Linked DNA regions of Mus musculus: region 2 is linked to region 1. A link is a contact called in public HiChIP or PLAC-seq data. All regions are on one chromosome and are shown on one strand. Each heading gives the region's core, a stretch centred on a gene start, on an enhancer-like site or on the middle of the called end of the contact. The rest is flanking DNA. Distances are from core to core; before and after follow the strand shown.

Region 1 (4,821 bases), core at 1,597-4,096:
CACTGACCCTGGAACTCACCAATTTGGCTAGTGCTGCTTCTTTGTGGTGGCCTGTGCTGCTGTTATTTGTTTGGGTATCAGGGCGTTCTCCATTGCTCCACTGCTTCCCAAATGCTGGGCTCGCAAGAGGGAGGTGCGGCTTCTTAGCAGTTGGTCTCTGGCTGGTTGTACACATTTGGGGTGTAATTTATGTATTCTTTCATCCTCCATGTTCCTTTTAAATGATACAGTCCACAGGTTTATTTTTAGAAAGGATATTTTATAGATGCTGAATATTTTACGAAACTTCTTCTATCGCACCAAGAGGACCATTATGTCTGGTTGCTTAAGTTGGCCCTAGTGGCACACTGTCTCTCATCTCGTAGTCACTGATGTGAATCTCTTGGAACCATTCTTTCATAGTGCTTAGAGATGTTGGGTTTCTTACCACTTTTCTATAATAAATTTTCTGGAAATTTTCTATAAATAGATCTTATTCTCATGTTCTAAAAAGAAATAACCAGAAACCCTACTAAAGAAAAATGAAATACTGTTTAATAATGTCTTCCTGGGCTAGAGAGATGCCTCAGCTGTTAAGAACACTTCTTGCCCTTATAGAGGAACTGAGGTCAATTCCCAGCATGCATGTCAGGCTGCTTGTGTCTGTAACTGCAGCTCCAGGGATCCAAAGAGAGCCCTCTTGCTTCTGCAGGCACCCAAACACAAAGACAGAGAAATAAAAATAAAAACAAATGCCTTTTATAATATTAATTCTCAGTCCTGGGGTGTAGTCAGTAATAGAAAGAATACTTTAGAAACATTCAAGAGGCCCTGAGTTTGATCCCCCAAACAGCCCAAGGTATAATGGCTCTGGAGCAATTAAGCATTTTATTAGCAGTCATGAACTACACAGTGTTGTTACCAGCATTGTCTCCTAGTGACCAACTCAAGGCCATCACATTCCAAACGTTGCATTGCTGATGATGTGTGTTTTAAAGCCTAAAGAAATATTTAGTATTTACATGTAAAATGCAGCTGGTTCAAAAGAAGTACAAAGTTAGTTTTTTTGTCGTGTGTCCTGTCCCCCCCACCCCACCCCCACCCCGGTCCATTTGGAAGCCAGGTGAAAGGTAGGAAGCTCACCAGCTGTCATCCATTACATTGCAGACAGTGACTACCTGGCAGCCACTTCCCAACTTCTAGGCAGAAGCATTGTAACAGCCATGCTTTGATGGCACCTCTTAGGAACCACTATTACCCACTCACTAAGCACTGCTCAAGTGAGGCTAGTAAGATAGGAAGCACAGTGACTTTCATAAATGAACACTTTATAAGAGCTAAAAAAATCATGTTTTGCTACTATTTTATGAATTAAAATTCAAAGAGGCTCCTTAATTTTTTAATTTTAGTTTTGTTACCTTTTAAAATGTATACATGTAGGTCAGAGGACATGTGGTAGTTGGGTCTCTCCTATGTGGATTCCCTGAATTAAACTCAGTCATTACTCACTGAGCCATTTCAACAGCTCTTGTGTGTGTGTGTGTGTGTGTGCGCGCGCGCGTGTGTGTCGTGGCACATGAGTAAAGGTCAGAAGAGAGTTTTCTGGGAGTCCATTCTCTGTTTGTATCATGTGGATCTAGAAATCAAATGCAGGTCTTCAGAACTGACAAGTCTCTTTACCTGCTGAGCCACCTTGCCAGTTCTGGGGTTTGTTGTTTGGTCAGGTTGTTGAGACAGGCTGTAACTAAAGCAGGTTCCTAAGGCTGGCCTAAATTCTTGATCCTTCTGTTCCCACCTCCTGAGCACTGAGGTTACAGGCATGGACCATCATGCTCTGCCTGCATTTAGGATTTCTTCATGTTTGAGAGGGTTTTTAGTTTGTTTTTTAATTAAGACAGAAAAGGCAAGAAAGCAATTGAGGGAATGACTTGCAGAAGGCATATATGTAAGAGATGGGAAGGTAGAAGATACAATCCTGTTACAATGCCATCTGCTGCCAAACATGTGCCTATAGCCTCATGGGGTGTTCCCTATGATCGACTGACCGAAGAGGAGAAGACTAGAGCCTGGTTTACTGATGGCTCTGCACGTTATGCAGGCACCACCCAGAAGTGGACAGCTGCAGCATTACAACCCCTTTCTGGGACAACCTTGAAAGACACAGGTGATGGGAAATCTTCACATTGGGCAGAACTTCGGGCAGTACACATGGTATTACAGTTTGTTTGCAAGAAGAAATTGCCAGATGTACGATTATTCACTGACTCATGGGCTGTAGCCAATGGATTGGCTGGATGGTCAGGGACTTGGAAAGATCACAATTGGAAAATTGGTGAGAAAGACATCTGGGGAAGAAGTATGTGGATAGATCTCTCCAAATGGGCAAAGGATGTGAAGATATTTGTGTCCCATGTAAATGCTCACCAAAAGGTGACTTCAGCCGAGGAGGAGTTCAATAATCAAGTGGATAAGATGACCCGTTCTGTGGACAGTCAGCCTCTCTCCCCAGCCATCCCTGTCATTGCTCAATGGGTCTGGAGTATGGGAAGTGAATTACAAGGTATGAGACCCTTACGCTGCAAGCAGAAGTCCGAGGGACCTTATCCGAGACATGTCAAACTGTGTGCTCTGTTCCCTATAATCACAAGAATTGGACACTGCTTCTATATTAGTTTACCGGATTATTTGTCCTTGATCTGTAGCATAAAATACAGCATAAGAAATTTTATAGTGCTTATAAAATAAGCACATAATAGAAATAAAAGTCATAGGACAAATACATATTTCCGTAGAGTTTGAATCTCTTCAACTCTATTCCAGTTTAAAGAAGTTGTGGTTGAGCTTGCAGACGTGCACTGCTGATGTGGTTTAGATGTGAGTGCTGGAAAACACAGAGGCCTCGTGCTCACATGCATTACTTTATCCACGTTACTCCTAGTCAGTAAACAGTTATCATTCACAACGCTGTTTCCATTCTAGTATCTGTAGCTCTGAGACTCTCTTTGATTTTTCTTCTTCTTTTTAAATTTTTTTTTTTTAAGAGATGGGGTCTGACTATGTAGCCCAGCTAGCCTGTCTCTAATTCAAGATCCTCCTGCCTCAGTAGCCTGTTTTTTGCACTCTGTAAAGCAGAATGACTTTTTTTAAAAACTTCTTTTCAATCAAAGCACATTTATTTTAAGTAGATGGAGATAGTTACCTACTTTACCATAGTTACCATACCATAATGTAGATAAAAAGATTTAAGTTAATGATGTAAGTTAACTATATTTCAGACAATCAACAGGTATTAAAATATGTTTTTAAAATAAATGAGGCACTGTCTTCAAAACAGGTTAAAGACTGCTCACTTGTAGATCTCAACCAGAACGTAAAAACAAAAAACATTATAATATACATTGATTTGAGGGGCAGGGCCTTGGTGTTGGTTAATAGCTTCACACATGGCACTTTATTTAGAGTCAGGGTCTCACTATATAGCCTTGGCTATGATAGAACTTACTAGGTGGACCAGGCTGGATTTGAACTCAGAGATCCTCCTCTCTGCTCAAGCATATCTATCTGTAACCTCAGTCTAAGGGTTATTGGGGTCAGATAGTGAGAGAGACTATCTCAAAAAATAAGGTGGTAGACCTTTAATTCCAGCACCTAGGAGGACAGAGATAGGCAGATGTCTTTGACTTTGAGGCTAGCCTGGACTACATAATAAGTTCTATGATAACTAGGGCTTTTATAGCAGTCTAAAGTTTGATTTCCAGCAGCCACGTGGTAATTTGCAGCCATTCATAACTCCAGTTCCCTGGAGATCTGATGCCCTTTTCTGACACCAGGCACACATCACATGATGCACATTTATACATCCAGGCAAATCACATTCAAATAAAACAAATCTGGAAGAGGAAAAGGGTCACTAAAAATAGAAATAAAACTCTAACTTTAAAAGTATTTAAGCCTAAGGGGCTGGGGAGATGGCTGTGGTTGAGAGTGCTTACTGCTCTTGCAGAGGCCGACTTCAGTTCCCAGTGCTCACAGCCAGGCTTGGAGCCGCCCAGAACACCAGTTTGATTGTGGGGAGGGAGCTAATACCCTCTGGCATCCTTGGGCATCAGTACCCAGCTTGTGTACATTATGCCTACTTCTATTTTTTTATGTAAACATAAAACATTATTTCTAGTTTTGGTGAGCATTTGTTTTTTAGTTCCACTGTGATGCCTAACTTCAGGTATCAACTTGAATGGATTAGGATACACTCAGGAAACATTTTTCATGTGACAATTAAGTCTCTCTATATCATCCATGTGTGAGTGTGCTGGCCTATACATACATGTGGAGGCTCCCCACCCATCCATCGATTTTGGAGGCAGGGCTGTATAGGTCTCCCTGTGAAGCCTAAGTTGGCCTGGAACTCACAGAGACCCACCTGCCTGTGCTGCCTCTCAGATGGCAATCACAGGCCTCTCCCTAACTGGAACCTTGTTTCTTAAAAACAGAAGTGGAATAGACCAAATAACTAATGACAAAATGTAGCAAGAGAAAAATGAAGAATTCAGGAACATTTCCCAGAAATGAGCAGAGAGACAGTTGCATCAGTCAGGCTGTAGTTGTACTTGCATCCAGGCTGGTCTTCCAGGTTGATGTTGTTCACCTTCCTGCTCATGCCCTTTCCTCAACAGCAAAAAAAAAAAAAAAAAAAAAAAAAAAAAATATATATATATATATATATATACATATATACATACATACATACATACATACATACATACATACATACAGGGTAAGAAGAATAGTAGAAAACTAATACATGCCGGTGTGGTGGTGCATGCACTGAGAGGCAGAGGCGGG
Region 2 (4,821 bases), core at 971-3,470, 350 kb before region 1:
TTAATACAGCTCCTCATGTTGAGGTGACCCCCACCCCCAGCCATAAAATTATTTAAGTGCTACTTCCTAGCTGTAATTCTGCTACTATCATGAATCATAATTTAAATATCTCACATGTAACCCCCTTCCCCCCAAAGGAGTCATGACCCACAGGTTGAGAACCACTGCTTTAAATGAAATGGCCACCCAAAGACGGGGTAGCTACACATGTAGTTCAAATGACCCAAAGGAAGCCAGAGTGGGGTACTGTTGGCAGGCGCAGCAGCCCAAAGACAGGTGATGGAGTGAGATGTTAGGCTAACATATGGAGAGAAGGACTCGCCTGGGACTGGCTAACAGGGAAACTTGCTTAGTTTTAAGGAATGATCATAACATGCAAGGATGTCAGGAGGCATTGAAAGGAAATATGTCAAATAGCCCAAAGAGTTGTTTGTGAGCTTTAAAACCTGGGGCTAAAAAAAATAGCAGAACAGGCCGGGACATGCCCGGGCAGGCCCATCATTACCTGTCCTGACTGGCCTGGTACCTCCCTATCTCCCGCCCTTCTGACAGTCTGTTGATGTTTAAATGGACCAATCATGTGAAACCGCACCAATTCCTCCCCCAGCCCCACCCCTTTTCTATAAAAGTCCCTAGCTTCCAAGCCTCGGGGTCGAAACCACTGTCTCCTGTGTGAGATAAGTTTCGAACCAGAGCTCCGCCATTATGGCTCCACCATGTGGTCGACACCTCTGTCTCCTGCGAGAGATATGTGTCGGCCCGGAGCTCCGTCATTAAACTACCTCATGCTTTTACATCAAGATGGTCGTCTGTTCGTGGTTGTCTGTTCGTGATTCTTGGGTGCGTGCCGAACGACAATTGAGTGGGGGTTTCCCCACTAGGTTCTTTCAGCATGATGTGGCCAATCAGAAAAGAGTAAGCGACAGTAGCAGGGGCAGGAACAGGGACTTTGAGTTTACAGATATGTTATGACATAACAAACATAGAAGAGAATCATTTTTCTTTCTAGAGTTTCTTGTGGCTCCTTGTTACTTTCTATCAGTCAGAAGATTGGTCACCCTCAGTTCTGACAGTCATTTTTATTGTGGAATTACCAGAAAAAAGTTCTGCAAAAGTGTTGTACGTAGACCTAAGACACAGGGTGTTTAGGAGGGTAAAGGCTCAGAGAAGAAATGAGGGAAGAATGCTATTGTCCTCAAATGTGTTAAAGGAGATCGTGAGGATACTGCAGAAGAGAGCTGATGGCTCTGCCACAGACGGGATTTCTTACAGTAAAAGTCTTCTCACAGGGTCATAGAGTAACATACGTTCTGCAGGAGAAACCCAGTCAGGCATGGTGGTGCAGCCTTTAATCTCAGCATTTAGAAGGCAGAAGCAAGCGGATCTCTTGAGTTCAAAGCCAGCCTGGTTACAGAGTTCCAGGATAGCCAAGAAGCTACACAGACAAACACTGTGTTATAAGAAAAAGAGAGGAAGGAAGGAAAGAAGGAAGGAAGGCAGTTGAGGTTTTGTCTTTTGCTATGTGTTGTAATGCTAAATACTGGCCCTCAACGCCTGGTTGCCTCCAGGGATTAGTGAATCCACTAACTAACTTAACTTAAAACTATTGGTTGAATAAAGATGCTGACACCCTATAGCTGGGCAGAAGAGAGGTAGGTGGGGTTTTGGTTCCCTGGCTGGGAGTCTGAGGCAGGAGCCCTGGGAGCAGGGTGGGGATACGGAGAGAGGAGAAGATGCTATGGGGTGGGTGTGTCATGAAAACATGGCCCCAAGGAATGGCCAACTGGAGTTAAGAGCTGCCCAGTTGGAACACAGCAAGTTATAACTCGGGGTTACTGATGGGGAAATAGATTCTAATAGCTCAGAGGGTAGATACCTACCCAGCTCTAGTGCATATAAAGGTTGTGTATCTTTTATCTGAGAACTGAATGATCAAAGGCTGGGTAGAAACCCCTGATTGAGATTAAATATTTGCAACAACAAGAAAGAAAGAGAGAAAGGAAGGGAGGGAGAGAGGAAAGAAGGGAGGGGAGGAAACGCCTACTTGCTGGGCACCACTCCTAACTTGAGTACTCTAGAGACCCTTTGTCCAGGACAGCCCTTAAAACTTAACATGCAGGAATTGCTGCTTTCGAAATGTGGTGCTGGCTGACTCGGGAGTTGGAGGCAGGAAGTTAGAGCCTGTGTATCTAACAAGTTCCAGATGACACAATGCTACTAGCCCGCAAACCACACTGTGAAGATTAAGGACTTAAGCCAGAGGCTCTGGGACTTGATTGCACACTGGAATCCTCTGAAGAAAAGGGGATGTTTCCCTTCCAAAAACTTTTAATTCCCAGAATAGAACTACCCAAGACTGACCATGGTTTATCATATATATATATATATATATATATATATATATGTGTGTGTGTGTGTGTGTGTGTGTGTATATGTATATATGTATATATGTATATATGTATATATGTATATATGTATATATGTATATATGTATATATGTATATATGTATATATGTATATATGTATATATGTATATATGTATATATGTATATATGTATATATGTATATATGTATATATGTATATATGTATATATATATAAACAATGTCTCAACTACAAGAAAATATAGTAATAATTATTGACTTTCATAACTTCTGAGAAACTAATCTCTCAAGTTTTTTACAAGTCTAAGAAACTACTAGAGCCACAATTCCTAACTTATTTTGTAGTATATTCATTTGACCACAAGATGGCGCCAAAGGAACAAACTATGCATCAGGAAACCTTGCAAAGCCGACGCCCCCCCCCCCCCCCCCACACACACACACACACACACAAAGCTAAGAGATAGAGACCACCTTCCCAGGTCTGAGGAAAAATCGATCACAGAGTCCTTTAAGAAGTGATCACATTTATAGAAAACAATATGTATACACAACCGTAAACACAATTTCCAAAGGTCTACAGGACCTGAAATTTAAATTCTCCCTTACCATTATCCATCTATCCTTCTTCATATCTCCTGCTTCATAAAGAAAATAGAACCTGGCCCTACCTAAATCTTCCGATTTGCTCACTTCACCCTCCATCTTCCTCTCACTGTCATAGAACAGACTCGGTTTTTTTTAAGGGGTTTTAAATATTTATTTTGTGTATGTGGTGGCGGAGGTCAGATGACAACTTGCAGAAATCAGCTCTTCCCTTCCACTGTGTGGGTTTGGGGAGTCGAACTTCCGCTGTCAGCTGTGGCAGCAAGCCTGCTTAGCCACTGGACCATCTCTTGGGCCAGATACCATTTCTTTTCATTGAAGGTTAAATTACCCTGTCCCTGATCTGTTCCACCCTGATTTCTGCCAAAGTTTGTACCTTCTTGTGTCAGTTTTACACCCACTCACTTTTCTGATATTTAGAATAGCATAAAGTCTTTATTTTAAAATATAAAAAGCCAAAGGCTATCACACAGATGTATGTCATGAACATTTATGGCTTTCTACCATATACTTTCTGAGTTTATATGAAGTCAGCGCTTATAAAAATGAAGTCATATCTGTGCGTGTGTGTGTGTGTGTGTATGAGTGTGTATGAGTGTGTGTGTGAATGTGTGTGTGTGTGAATGTATGTGTGTGTATGTGAGTGTGTGAGTGTATGTATGTGTGTATGAGTGTGTGTGAATGTATGAGTATGTGTGTGAATGTGAGTGAATGTGTGTGTGTATGTGTATGTGAGTGTGTGTGAGTGTATGTATGAGTGTGTGTGTATGAGTGTGTGTGAATGCGTGAGTATGTGTGTGTGACTGTGTGTGACTGTGTTATGTGTGTGAGTGTGTGTGTGAGTTGTGTGTATGATTGTGTGTGTGAATGTGTATGTGTGTGAATGTATGTGTATGTGAGTGTATGTATGAGTGTGTGTGTTTGAGTGTGTGTGATTGTGTGTGTGAGTGTGTGTATGTGTGTGTGACTGTGTGTGACTGTTATGTGTGTGAGTGTGTGTGTGACTGTGTGTGTGAGTGTGAGTGTGAGTGTGAGTGCATGTGCATGCCACGGGTGGTGTTCCTTAGGCCCTGTTCACCTTGGAGGTCTCTAGTTGGCCTGAGGCTCACTGATTAAGCTGGGGTGGCTGACTAGAGAGCCCCAAGAATCTGCCTGCCTCTGCTTCCCCAACACGAGCGTTACCAGGGTCCCACGTGTGGATTCTAGGCAGCAAACTCAAGTCTTGTTCATGCTTGCAAGGTAAGCACATTACCAGCTGAGATACCACCGGAGCCTCCTAGCCTTTTTCTTTTTTAAAAAGTGCTTTTAGTAATGGTGTCTACTTGTAATTTCTGTTGCGGTAAGTAATGAAATCCTTGGGGAAAGACTACGTGTCTCTCTGACAACTGGGACGATAGACTGTTCCATTTCACAGGTCAAGTAACCCGAGAGAAAAAAACCCACAGGCAGAATGAGAGATTATGGCTACCAAAGAAGGGGAACGTGGGCTGCATCTCTGATGCTGTGGTGGCATATTCTATGTCATTTATTTATGTATTTGCTTATTTATCTGCCTGTGTAACTCTGGATGTCCAGGAACTCACCTTATAGACCAGGCTGTCTCCTGAGTGCTGGGGCTAAATGTCTGTGCCACCGTGCCTGGCTGGCATCTTTTAGTGTTAATAGCAAACAATAGCTGGGCAGGTGCAGTGATCAACAGTGGTCCACACAGTACAGAACACTGCTTCTCTCACAGGTTACTTCTACTCCCCGAGCCTCTTTACAATCTAGCTGTCTTTGGCTAGAATCTGTTTTCTAGTCACACTCTGTGGCTGGAAAAAAAAAAAAAAGGA

Evidence for each region. HiChIP or PLAC-seq counts read pairs in DNA pulled down with a chosen protein or histone mark.
Region 2: a contact with region 1 is called in an H3K4me3 HiChIP or PLAC-seq map of bone marrow-derived macrophages, with 4 times the contacts expected there. The contact joins two enhancer-like sites. A contact is called at or near these places in 1 of 39 promoter capture datasets (hippocampal neurons), 11 of 115 datasets of contacts at active chromatin or transcription factors (the NIH/3T3 cell line, bone marrow-derived macrophages, embryonic basal ganglia and 6 more) and 2 of 9 other capture datasets (adipose tissue and liver).

The regions. Positions count from the first base shown.
Region 1 is chr6:72,874,861-72,879,681 of GRCm38.p6, reverse strand. All of the region lies in intron 1 of Kcmf1 (potassium channel modulatory factor 1), which reads left to right. Among named protein-coding and RNA genes, the nearest start is that of Kcmf1, 23 kb to the left of the region's middle. Within about 2 kb of position 2,846, at least 7 of the 459 cell types and tissues checked have an H3K27ac peak or open chromatin away from gene starts, as enhancers often do. A contact at or near this core is called in bone marrow-derived macrophages, where this site is marked.
Region 2 is chr6:73,225,935-73,230,755 of GRCm38.p6, reverse strand. No RefSeq gene overlaps it. Among named protein-coding and RNA genes, the nearest start is that of Gm40377, 5.5 kb to the right of the region's middle. Within about 2 kb of position 2,220, at least 60 of the 459 cell types and tissues checked have an H3K27ac peak or open chromatin away from gene starts, as enhancers often do. A contact at or near this core is called in bone marrow-derived macrophages, where this site is marked.